Regions from separate parts of the Mus musculus genome. Here regions 1, 3 and 4 are each linked to region 2. A link is a contact called in public promoter capture Hi-C data. All regions are on one chromosome and are shown on one strand. Each heading gives the region's core, a stretch centred on a gene start, on an enhancer-like site or on the middle of the called end of the contact. The rest is flanking DNA. Distances are from core to core; before and after follow the strand shown. Region 1 holds the start of Osgepl1 (O-sialoglycoprotein endopeptidase-like 1). Region 2 holds the start of Mfsd6 (major facilitator superfamily domain containing 6). Region 3 holds the start of Pms1 (PMS1 homolog 1, mismatch repair system component). Region 4 overlaps Stat1 (signal transducer and activator of transcription 1).

Region 1 (2,700 bases), core at 33-2,532, 590 kb before region 2:
TCCTGCTGTCCTTCTTAACATTAGCATATTTGTTACTCTACAAATACTTCCTAGAAAAGAGTTACAGAAATATTATGTCATTTGCAATGAATTCATTTATTTAAACAAAATAATGAATGTTATCTTATTTTTTAAGTATGCAGACTTCAAAATTTTAAGAACATTTGTAAAAACATTATCAAAATCTTTTAGAGGTCCTAGAAATCACTAGATAGGAATAAATCAAATTTTGCAAGAGAAAAATGAGAAGCATATAAAATGATTATAATGTATCAAGTTGAGCACCCCCAAAGTGAAAGAAGCTCTAAAGCACGCTACCACCTGAGTTGTTAGTGGAAACACAAAAAGTACTAAAAATATTATTGTATAAAATTGCCTTAGCTGTGTTTACAGGATGCAAATGAAACACGAATTTCACATCTATACCTGGGTTTCATCCTCAAATTGGTCACGAATATGGCACATCGCAAAATTAAAAAAAATTTTTTTTTGAAATTTGGAACACTTCTGGTCCAGGCATTTTGGGTAAACCATGCTCAACACGCACTTTATACAACAGTTAATGTTATAGTATAATAGTTATGTGGACAGTACTACTTAAAGTGATGTTAAAAATTAAAGGCAAATAGAACAAATCAAAAATAAAGGCCTCCCATTTATTGACTCCCCTCTCCCCCAGAAAATAGTGTACTGCATTTGGACAGTTTATTAAAATATTATGCTCACTAATCAGGATTTAATTTTGTATTTTGGAAGCAAGCCCTCTCATAAAGTTCATTGTAAAAAACAAGCAAAAACCCCCGGCATCTCTGCAAAGACAACCGTAAACACTTATCCAATCTTCGGATTCACATCTCCACTTTTTGTAATAGGTTCACCACCCAAACCTCTTCCTAAACCCTTCTCCCCACATCAACTCCTCCCCAAAAGGTAGCAATCCATCCATCACTAAACATAAACACTCTAGTATTCCCACACTGCAAGACGTGTGGAATGAGCAAAACTGGGGTTAGAAATACAGTGAACGCGTCAACTGGGAAAGCAGACCTGCAGTGACTGGGCTGAGAGTAAACTACGCGCAGATTTCAGTCGTGAGCTCCCACAGCCTCTCCAGAAGAATTAGTTTTGGACAACACAGCTGGAATCTGTTGCTGGAAAGCAACGGAGTCTCTGTTGGTGGTGAGCAAAAGCTTGGGACAGGAAAGACGTGCGCGGGAGCAGTCTCCATTCCCCTTAGGAAACTGCGGGCGCCCGCACTACGCAGGCGCCCGGAAGTGACGTCACCGCCCTTGGGCCGGCGGTCCTTCTCTTGTCTTAGTAAAGAAATGCTTAATAACTTCTTATAGCCCCAGGCGTTCCTGCCAGGTTTGTGAATACCAGGTCTTTTACTAAGTCACGCTGATAGCGACTCATGAAAAGGTGTCCAGATTCAGTAGATCTCACTGTGCCCACACTATGCCGCATTTAAGGAAAGGGTTCTGCCCTCCGTTAGAACTTTGCTGCCACCAAGAGAAAAAGGGTAGGATTTACTGTCATTCTATTTTAGGAAAGCTGTCACCAGACTTAAAAGGTAGTGGCCTGAGAAACCTTCCATTTTCATGGGGAAAGTATTTTCATCAGAAGTCAGAACACCCGCAAAAACAGCACTTGATTCTCAGTGAAGTGTATTTGGTTGTACAGTTTAAACAACTGCTGCATTTATCATCCCAAGTGAAGCACCCATGGCATTCTATAGCCCCGGATTACTAGGTCAGCTTTCAACTTTCTGTATAGCATGTACTAATTATTGCATCTTGCTTTGTTTTTGTTGGTCTGGTTTGTGAACCTGTTAGTACAATCAAATGGATGTATTCCAAATCTTTCCTCTCTACCTAAACTTTAAAACTGTAGCAAGCAAAGGCTTTACAATGCAAGGCTGGGAAGGGCTTGGATCTTTGCTTTGATGAGTTAAAAAACCACCACCACCACCACCAGGTAACTCTTCTCACAGACTTACACTAAACTCTAGGAGAAGGTACTAGTAAATTCATAATTACAATATTGAACTTACTTTTAAAAAAATTGAGACTTTTTTCAACCTGTGACAATAAAGTAACAATTTTGTGCCAGCAGGGTCAGGAACACATCCAGGAGATACTGTGCTTGGTGGCCTCATTTACAGATAATTGGGCTGCTAATTTTGAATGAATTTAGTCACAGAGTTAAGTGCCTCTGACTAACACAGAATGGGCCAGGGCAACCTTGAGTCTGGAACCTGTTTGGTTAAATACCAGAAGTCAAACTCATTTGTAACCTTCAGGTGAATTTAATAGGAAGAATTTTACAATACTTATACCTTACGTGTTCCACTTAGATGCATGTACATGTGTATGAAATATAAAAATCTATGATTCAGGTTCTTGCAATGTTGTCCAGAACTCGCGGACTTCTTTTTGTAAGCCTCCACAGTAACTGGGACTACAAATACCCACTCCTGTAGGCCTACCTGGACTTTATCACACATTCATCCAGACTGTTCCTTTATGGCAGGTACTTTCTTAGTTGTGAGAGCTAAAAACTTAAGGTTAACCCTCGATCTTCAATGCAGATAATTGAAAGGTAGAGAACTGGAAATGCACACAAAGTGGAGTAACCTGGAGAAGGCTGAGTGGTTTGAATGGCTGTATCTGTAGCCTGGCAAGATCATGACCTAATTCCTTG
Region 2 (2,700 bases), core at 60-2,559:
CACTTTGTTCTCTCTCTCTCTCTCTCTCTCTCTCTCTCTCTCTCTCTCTCTCTCTCTCTCTCTGTCTCTCTCTCTCTCATTTCCTTAATGCATGGACAGATCAGGAGAATGCTTGCTTTCTTTTTCACTTCCGTACTGGCTGGACAGATCAGGAGAATGTTGTCTTTCATGATAGCCCAACTGGGAACTTGAAGAGCTTTTCATTTCCACACAATGAGGGATCCAGCTGTCTCCAGGTCACACCAGAGCAGATATGTCATCCTTTGTACAAATCACCTTTATAATTTTCCTCTGAAACGCTAGCAGATACCGTCTTTGTTTAACTTCCACGTCTCAACATTTCAAGTGGTCTGTAATAAGGCGTATTGACTGCAGAAACTGTCCCTGGAAACGGGGGCTGAGCATCCAGCAACTGTATATTTATACTTTTTCATAAAGAAGGGCTTCACAATTTGAAGCGTCAGGGCCTATAAAGTGCTCTTTAGTAATGTCTTATGATGCAGAGCCTGGATTTTCTTCTACTTGTTTGTAATTTTGAACCTAGTTAACTTTCAGTCTCGTTTTGTAGCTGTAACAATAGATTAACATTGCTTACATCTATAGGATTCAATGGTATGTAAACAATGCTTCCCATGTAAGAAACGAATGTTCCTAAATGTTAGCTGTCATTATTGCTGGCTCTGGATTCTCTGCTCCCCATCACAGGCACGCACATACCCTTGTCAAACCAAACCTGTATACAATCTACTTGCTATCTGAATTTAACAAATGATACAGCTTAATTCTTAGAGTAACACCTGTGCTCAGGTCACTTCTTCATTAAGGTGCCATGTTCAGATGCTGTCTGGGTTCCAGAAGCTCCTGGAGCGAGCACTGTCTTTCTCCTAGCTGTTGTCTGCGGGGTCACCCGAGGACAGTTTACCAAGGTTGTGCCTAGAACCAGACAGCATGCATCTCATCAGCAGAGTTAGCTTTGAGGGTGGCACCTATTAAGTTCTGGAAAACTGATGGCTGTCACCACCCCTAGACCAGGTTGTTATTTACTTTGGGCTTCAAGTTCTTTCCAACACCCCATCAGAGATTAGGGAGTAAAACACCGCTCAGCCCGAGCGCAATGGGGTGTGGCGGAACGGGGATGGGGCATCGCCCACCTCTTCACTCTTTAGAATATGTCACGGCAGCCGGGGCTGGATACCGGGTCCCCCGGGCGGCCCCAGAGGGCGGGAGGCCGAGAGGAGGCGGCGGACGCATCCGCCGCCGCAGGAGGCGGAGCGCTGCACCTGGCGCCCGGTTCTCCAGCTCAGCCCTGAAACGGGTCCAGCCGGTCGGGAGCGAAGGCGGCGGCAGCGAGGCCAGGCCTGGGACCAAAGCGGCGAGGAGGAGCGGACAGAGGGGTTGCGCCGGACTGCGCCGGGCCAGCGCCATCGCTCGCCCCACCCGGCTTGCATCCAGCCGTCGCGCCCGCCGCACCCCCGGGAGAGGAGCTAGCCACCCAACCGACATGCGGCGCTCTGGCCTGCCCGCCGCCGCCCCGGCGCCCCGAGCGGCCGCCCCGCACCCCGGGGACAGGGCTCCCCGCGCCTCGCGCAGCTGAGCGCCTCCAGGTGAGTGGGTCGGCGCCGCCCCGGGGCCCCGGATCCTCCTCCGTGCACCTGCTGCGGGGTGGGCGCCGCCCCGGCCCGGGGCCTCCGAGCCTATCCCGCCCTCCCGGGTGCCGCCTGTCATCTCGGGGTGCAGGACAGCGGCGTCCCCCGCGCCCGCAGCACTTCCGCAAACGTAATTGGAGTCGGGAAAACAAAGGCGCTGCCCGGGAGCCCTTGGCCGCCGCCCGCCCGCAGCTGCTGCAGAAGGTGGGGGGCGCGGGTGGGCCCCGCGGGCCCAAGCCTGTCAGAGTCCGGTCCCGGCGTCGCCTTGGAGGTAAACATCCCCGGGAGAGAGGGGGAGGCGAGCTTGTCTTCATGGCCCTTGACAGTGTCCCCCTGTGTAGCAGGAGGAAACTGACATTGTCTGCCTCCCCCGTGGAAACAAATACAGGGGGCGGTACACCTCTTCCCGGGCTGCTACCTCCTTAGGAGAAATGTCCTACGGTGTGCGTGCGCGCTGAGCACTGAGCTTCAACTCAGGCTTGGGTCCCTCGCTTCACAGAGACTACCAGGTAGAGGAAAGATTCAGATGTAGCCCCTCCTCCTCCCTTTGCCCCTCCCCACGTGGTCTTGCCCGTGGATTACCACCCTTAAGTCTGGCACACTGTGCGTTTTGATTCTCCCACACGCCTGCGAAACCACAAACATTCCCTTTCATCAAAAAAAAAAAAAATTAATAAGCATGCCTACACCCACTGGGACATATAATACCTGCCAATCCATCGTAGAAATAACCTTGTGGAGTTGAAGTTTCAACTCCCAACCAGTGTCTAAGTAGTTTTGTGTCCTTTGGTTGTTGTTACATCATCCCAGGCTGCAGTTTTCTCACACAGAGAAAAAAGATGGATACAAGATGATAGTAATCCAGTCAAATCTCCTTTAACCTTGCTGGAGGTTCACGATGTTGTGTGTAGTTGTGTGTGATATTGTGTGTGATATTAGGTGTAGTTGAAAGTAGGCAGCATACAGTTTATGTGCTACCAGCAGCACTGTAAAAGAGAACATTGGGTAGGTCCATGTTCTGCACAGAGCATTGCTTCCTTGAGACCAGGCCCTA
Region 3 (2,700 bases), core at 96-2,595, 570 kb before region 2:
GAGCTTTCCGCATACTACTTTTATTTCTCTGTGGAGCTAGTTTTGTCAAATATAATAATCACCAATAAAATAGTATTTTAAAAAGATGTGTGTGTGTGGGGGTGGGGGGACAGAACTGGCTCAACCAGTCTGAGTGGCAAGATGCTAACATGTAATGGAACATTTTAGCCATAGTCAGAGGTCAAAAGCATTTTGCTTTGATCTCCCTCTCTCTTGAAACAAGGTTTCACTGTATAGGTTGGTCAGGCTGTCCTCATTTTCACAGGTATCCTCCTGTAGAGTAGAGGGATTACAAGTGTATAAGCCACTAATGCCTGGCTGTGTGCCCCCATTTGAATAGTGAACCTAGAAATAACAAGCTGTTGATGTAAAATGAAAAATTTATAGGGTTAGGGGTTCAAATTTGTACCACAACTAGGTTAAAGTCATGAATCTTTCTCAATATTTCTTTAGCCAAACTCTCTACTTATTTATTTATTTACCTCCGCGCGCCCCCACCCACCCGCTTACTCCTTTTATGTTCAGGAAGAAACACTAAGTATTAGTATTTCTAGTATTAGTACTCAATTGTCGTGAGCATACAGTTTTGGGGGGGCCTAAGAGTTTACTTTGTTACAATCAAACTGAAATGGGTGTTGTCTGAGAGAAGGAAATGCGCTAGAATACATTTCAGCTTCTATTCAAAGATACCTAAAATCCTTTCTATTGCAGTGTTTGAAGAAAGGAATTTCACCCGGCTACGCAAGTGTTTCTGGAGTGTAATGTTCTTTCGGCTTCTCAAGATGTATGGAACAGGCAGTGATGAAAGTTACACTAAGGGAGAGTCTCGCGTAAATTTTGCTTCTATAATAACCAAGTACCTATAATGCACTTTTAAAGCTTAATAGTTCGAACATCCCACACAACGTAAAAAATTAAAAACCCAAACCCGCTGGAAAGAGCCTCACATTGCCACCTATGCTAGATTAGAAACCCTTTCTCAGCAGGTTGTGCCGCAAAGGCTTCGCTACCCGGCCCTCCCCGCCCGCGCACACCCACCGCCCCAGTCGCGGCTGCACTTCCGCGGCGCGCCGACCACCTGCGGACACCTAGGGTGCACAGCGCGAGCCCCGGAGGCAGCAGGAACCTGCTCTGCCGCAGGCCTTCTGGGCCGTGCCGCAGCTCTAGGAAGCCTTCGAGCTTACCGGCCGCCAGCTCCTGGCTGGTCACAGGACAATTCCCGCGGCAGCCACAGTAGGTCCTCTGGCTAGAGCTACTGGTGCGCCCCACCGCTTCCGGAAGGCTGCCAAGCTGCTCTAGCGAGCAGCCGATTGGCTGCCAGCCGCGCCAATCCCACTTCCTGCTGTGGGCGGGCCTTAGAGGAGCGCGAGCGCGGGTCCTGCTGAGCGCAGCCGTGCTTCGGTCCGAAGGACGTCCAGCGAAGTAGGCCGTGCAACTCAGGGTTTGCTGAGTGCTTGCCGCTGTGGGTGGTGAATGCGCGCTAGAAGGTAGTGTCACCGCGAACGAGCGTGCCCGGTGATGCTCGGGGAGGCTGAAGGCGCCTCCCGGGGCTAGGTGCGGATTTGCGGGGCTCGCGCGCACGCGTTTCAAGCCTCTGGGCTGGCTCGGCAGTAGTTGGAGCTCAGACCCTTGGGGTTCAAGGTGGGAAAGTTTTGTCTTGCTAGAGAGTGTAGCGGCTTGTAGCACTGTGCGTTGTCTCACACAAAAAGGTATTAATTTGTGGTTATTCCCAATGAAGACAGTGTACATCCTGAAGAGATGTGAATACCAGAAGTTCATCTCTATGAGGAAGGGGAGGAAAAAAAGATTTGATTAATCCATTCTCTTTCTAAATCATCTTTGAAAGTACTTTTTTTTTTTTAACCTTGGTGATTTGTATTTATAAAACTTTGTGAGTTTTATTTCAGAAATAACTCTGAAAAACATTTTAAAGTTGACAGAATGCTTGCGTGCGTGTGTGTGTGTGTGTGTGTGTGTGTGTGTGTGTAGGTATCTTTTATTTGTGTTGGTTCTGTGTGATGGTTGGGTTGGATTTATTCTGTTGTAAAATTTGCTGTTTTCTCCCTAAAATCCAAGCTCTCTAATCTTTTTGCTTTTGTAGATCAGTTTCTCTTTCTGATCACAGCATACTTCCAGGACTGTTGATTGGCTTCAGTAAACATGACTTCTTTTCTAACACTAGGACTGTTCCAACAGTAGGATTGTCCTCACTAGGTATGAATTCTTTTCCCACACTCCATGTGTTGTGTGCTGGAACATCAACCCTCTGGCTTTTCAGAGGAGGTCTTTAAGTGCACACCCCTTAATAATATGCCACATTCCTGAATATGTTTTCAATATACATTCACTGCCCTCAAAGCAATATGAGCCAGAGAGGAAGGGACAGATAAATAAAATAGCCATTTATGAGTTTGAATTAAAAAAACGAAGGGATGCCTAATCTCTTGGGAGATTGGAATATGGAAAAAGAGTTTTGGGAACTGACACAAGACATCCCAGAAAAATGTCATGTGGCCCAGGAAATCCTACCACATCTAGGTAAAGAGAGCCACATTGTAGTGTGACCAGATTAGTACTGTGTGTACATTTGGAAAATGGGATGAAATTAGAGAGATAGGGTAGTAGGGAATTTGGACTTAACATACTTAGCAGTTGAAAAATCTTAAAAATTTAAAGTAGGATAGCAAAGATACTTTAATT
Region 4 (2,700 bases), core at 199-2,698, 580 kb after region 2:
TGGCTGCTGGTCCTTGAGCAGAGCGCGTTCTCGCTCCTTGCTGATGAAGCCCATAATGCACCTGGGTATTAAAGAGATGAATGGAGACGCTTTGTGTTTCCCTCGTGAATTTAATTTTCCATTTTGACTTACAGTCTAAGAAACCTGCTGCCGCCTGACAAGAGAACATACTATGAAAATGTATGCTTTCAAAATGCTTAACTGGCACTTAAAGGGAGCATCTCACTTATAGATACATGTGCTAAGTAGGAATCAGGATGAACACCGACTGGGGTGTGGCTTGGTAAACAGGCAATGCGTCGTCGTCTGCTGTTACTTGCTGACTTTAAACACCACGCATGACAGTGTCTGCCTATGCATCTTGTACTGGGGACGCAGCCTCAGGTAACAGCGCTTCAGACACCATCACTGCTGGTCAACTGACAGGAACCCCGGAGATATCAGTTGATCCCTGGACTGAATGAGCTAAACACTTTTCTCTTTCTCTCTTTCCTTCTGTCTCCTTCCTTCTTCCCTTCTCTTCCCTTCCCTCTCCTTCTCTCCTTCCTTCCTTCCTTTTAACAAAAAAGACTGAGTCTCACTGTCAGCCGTGGCTGCCTGGAGCTTGCTGTGCTACGAGCAGAGATCAGCCTGCCTCAGCCTCAGCCTCAGCTGAAGTTAAAGATCTGCACTGCCCCATCTGGTGGTTTCTGATTCTTTATTAGGGCAGTACAGTAAATACTGACAATGTTTGTGAGAATGAATAAATACATTAATGACACTAAGAGGTTTTTGTTTTTAATTTAGCTTTTAAATAGATAGATCTAAATATAGATATCCTAAGACATGCTTAATCTCCTGAGGGTGTCCTTTCAAGGAGCCTTATACCAGGTAAGTGTGCATCTCTGAGCAAAACCCCTGCCAAATCCTGAAGGCCGGCCGGCACTCTGTCCCAGCCTTCGGAGCGCTCAGGGACGCTTACCCATCATTCCAGAGGCACAGCAGGTGCTTCTTAATGAGCTCTAGGATGGTGTCAATCCAAGGCCAGAAGGAGAAATTTTTATCATTAATATTTTCCTGCAAGTATACAAATGCACAATTGGTTAACCAAAGCACTGCTTTGCCCTGCCCCTCCAAAGAGACCCCAGATCAAGCAAGAGGGGCAGTCGTTCCTGAGTGGAAATGCCTGGCTGGCTCCCCCTGCCTCTTTCTGACTTGCTAGAGCTTCTCCCTCCTTGGCTCCCTTTCCCAAGAGCAGCACCCGGCAAAGGTGACTTCCCAGATGACTGGAAAACAAGAGTGTGCTCACTGTAGCAGAAGCCAGCATGAGCAGCTCAGCTCCTGCTGGCGAACCGTGCAGGGTCTCACCACCCTGTGCAGGTGCCCTCGAGCTGGGGTAGCTCTGCACAACTGCTCCGTGCACGGTTCCCACGGCCTTAGCCAGAGCCCTGCTGATTAAGAGGCTGGGGCGAGGGATGTGGGAGAGTGTTATCACTCAGGCAGGTGCTTCCTGCCGGCTGGTCTCGGTCGGTCTCTGCTTGCAGACCAACCTCCTGCCCTGTAGGAAGGTAAACAACTTGTCCTAGTGGGTGTGAGGGGGACACATGAACATGCCAGAGTAAGCAAACAACCCAGGGAGGACCCACCTTACAAAACCTTGTCCATGGAATAAGACCATCAGGGCCAGCATTAGGGCCTAGAAACAAACACAAAAACGAACAAACAAACAAAAATCGCCTTTTTACCAAACAGAAATTGATCTGCTGCTCTAGTTGGACTGAGAGCTCTTGTATCTATTGCAAAGGGTGACTACAGCAGAGGTGATATTCTCTCGTATATTAACTTGAAATGGGCCTCTAGTTACACAGGCTGAAAGGACCAACAAGCAGTTTAAAACCTACGAATGGTGGCTTTGTTTCACCCCCTTTATTTATAGGCAGGGTCTCCCCGTGTAGCTCAGTCAGGCCTCAAACTCCTTGCTTCCCATCCTTGCCTCCGACTCCGCCAGCCTGAGATGACAGATGCGCACCACCATGCTGCTGTCTGTTGGTTTGATTCCAACAGCATGAAGGAATGCATGGAGGATTACTGAGATCGGATTATGAAAGCGCAGAGGAAGCTGACATCAAGCCAGCCATCTGGTGCCTCTTAGCTCCTTTCCCAGAGAGCAGGCAGAGCTCTATAAACCCCACCCCAGGACACGCCCTTCCAGGCTGATCTGACTTTGGCATGACCCCTGTCTCCCTGAAGGCTCTGTGGAGAAGCCACCCTTGTCTCTACCCAGCACCACTTCCCGCTGTTCCTCTGCCTACATGAAGTCCCTCCCCACCAAAAGCCCTGCAGAACAAATGTGCAGTTCCAAATAAGGCCGAGATCTCCGGTGGATTTTATAAGCTCACTGTACTTAGATATATCCCTCAGCCTTCTCACAAATTGGACAGTTGTTCAAACTGATACAAGCCATAAATATAATTAGCCATATGAATTAATGCAGCATGTGGTCTGAGCTGTGTTAAGTCCACTACTTTGTTTAAGGGAAACCACTGATACGCTACAACAAGCAGGGAAAAAAAAATCCTTGTATCTCACCAAATGTGGAATACAGAACAAGGTCTGAGACCCTTGTTAATGTGCACAAGTGAGTGAAGACCCTTCCAGGGACATTCAGTTAAGAAAGACCCACTTCGACTACCGTCTGCATCACCCTGCTACACAGACCGC

The links. Promoter capture Hi-C pulls out the DNA fragments that hold promoters and counts their contacts.
Region 1: a promoter capture Hi-C map of pre-B cells shows a contact between it and region 2, with 4 times the contacts expected there. The contact joins the promoter of Osgepl1 here to the promoter of Mfsd6 in region 2. A contact is called at or near these places in 11 of 39 promoter capture datasets (the 3T3-L1 cell line, the C10 cell line, the HPC-7 cell line and 7 more) and 1 of 115 datasets of contacts at active chromatin or transcription factors (astrocytes).
Region 3: a promoter capture Hi-C map of pre-B cells shows a contact between it and region 2, with 4 times the contacts expected there. The contact joins the promoter of Pms1 here to the promoter of Mfsd6 in region 2. A contact is called at or near these places in 5 of 39 promoter capture datasets (the C10 cell line, the HPC-7 cell line, hippocampal neurons and 2 more), 1 of 484 Hi-C or Micro-C datasets (embryonic stem cells), 1 of 115 datasets of contacts at active chromatin or transcription factors (astrocytes) and 1 of 9 other capture datasets (adipose tissue).
Region 4: a promoter capture Hi-C map of hippocampal neurons shows a contact between it and region 2, with 4 times the contacts expected there. The contact joins the enhancer-like site here to the promoter of Mfsd6 in region 2. A contact is called at or near these places in 10 of 39 promoter capture datasets (cranial neural crest, embryonic stem cells, frontonasal cranial neural crest and 6 more) and 3 of 115 datasets of contacts at active chromatin or transcription factors (double positive thymocytes, embryonic forebrain and stem cell-derived neural progenitor cells).

What each region holds. Positions count from the first base shown.
Region 1 is chr1:53,312,206-53,314,905 of GRCm38.p6, reverse strand. It overlaps Osgepl1 (O-sialoglycoprotein endopeptidase-like 1), which reads right to left and starts at 1,282. Exons shown (of 8, transcript NM_001285839.1): 1 at 1,048-1,282; 2 at 1-50. The coding sequence starts at 27.
Region 2 is chr1:52,725,927-52,728,626 of GRCm38.p6, reverse strand. It overlaps Mfsd6 (major facilitator superfamily domain containing 6), which reads left to right and starts at 1,309. Exons shown (of 6, transcript NM_178081.4): 1 at 1,309-1,604.
Region 3 is chr1:53,295,673-53,298,372 of GRCm38.p6, reverse strand. It overlaps Pms1 (PMS1 homolog 1, mismatch repair system component), which reads left to right and starts at 1,345. Exons shown (of 13, transcript NM_153556.2): 1 at 1,345-1,487. Ormdl1 (ORM1-like 1 (S. cerevisiae)) reads right to left here and starts at 1,278. Exons shown (of 4, transcript NM_145517.4): 1 at 1,185-1,278.
Region 4 is chr1:52,149,594-52,152,293 of GRCm38.p6, reverse strand. Stat1 (signal transducer and activator of transcription 1) reads right to left here. Exons shown (of 25, transcript NM_009283.4): 19 at 1,626-1,675; 20 at 962-1,056; 21 at 1-61. Among named protein-coding and RNA genes, the nearest start is that of Stat1, 32 kb to the right of the region's middle. Within about 2 kb of position 1,448, at least 100 of the 459 cell types and tissues checked have an H3K27ac peak or open chromatin away from gene starts, as enhancers often do. A contact at or near this core is called in double positive thymocytes and hippocampal neurons, where this site is marked.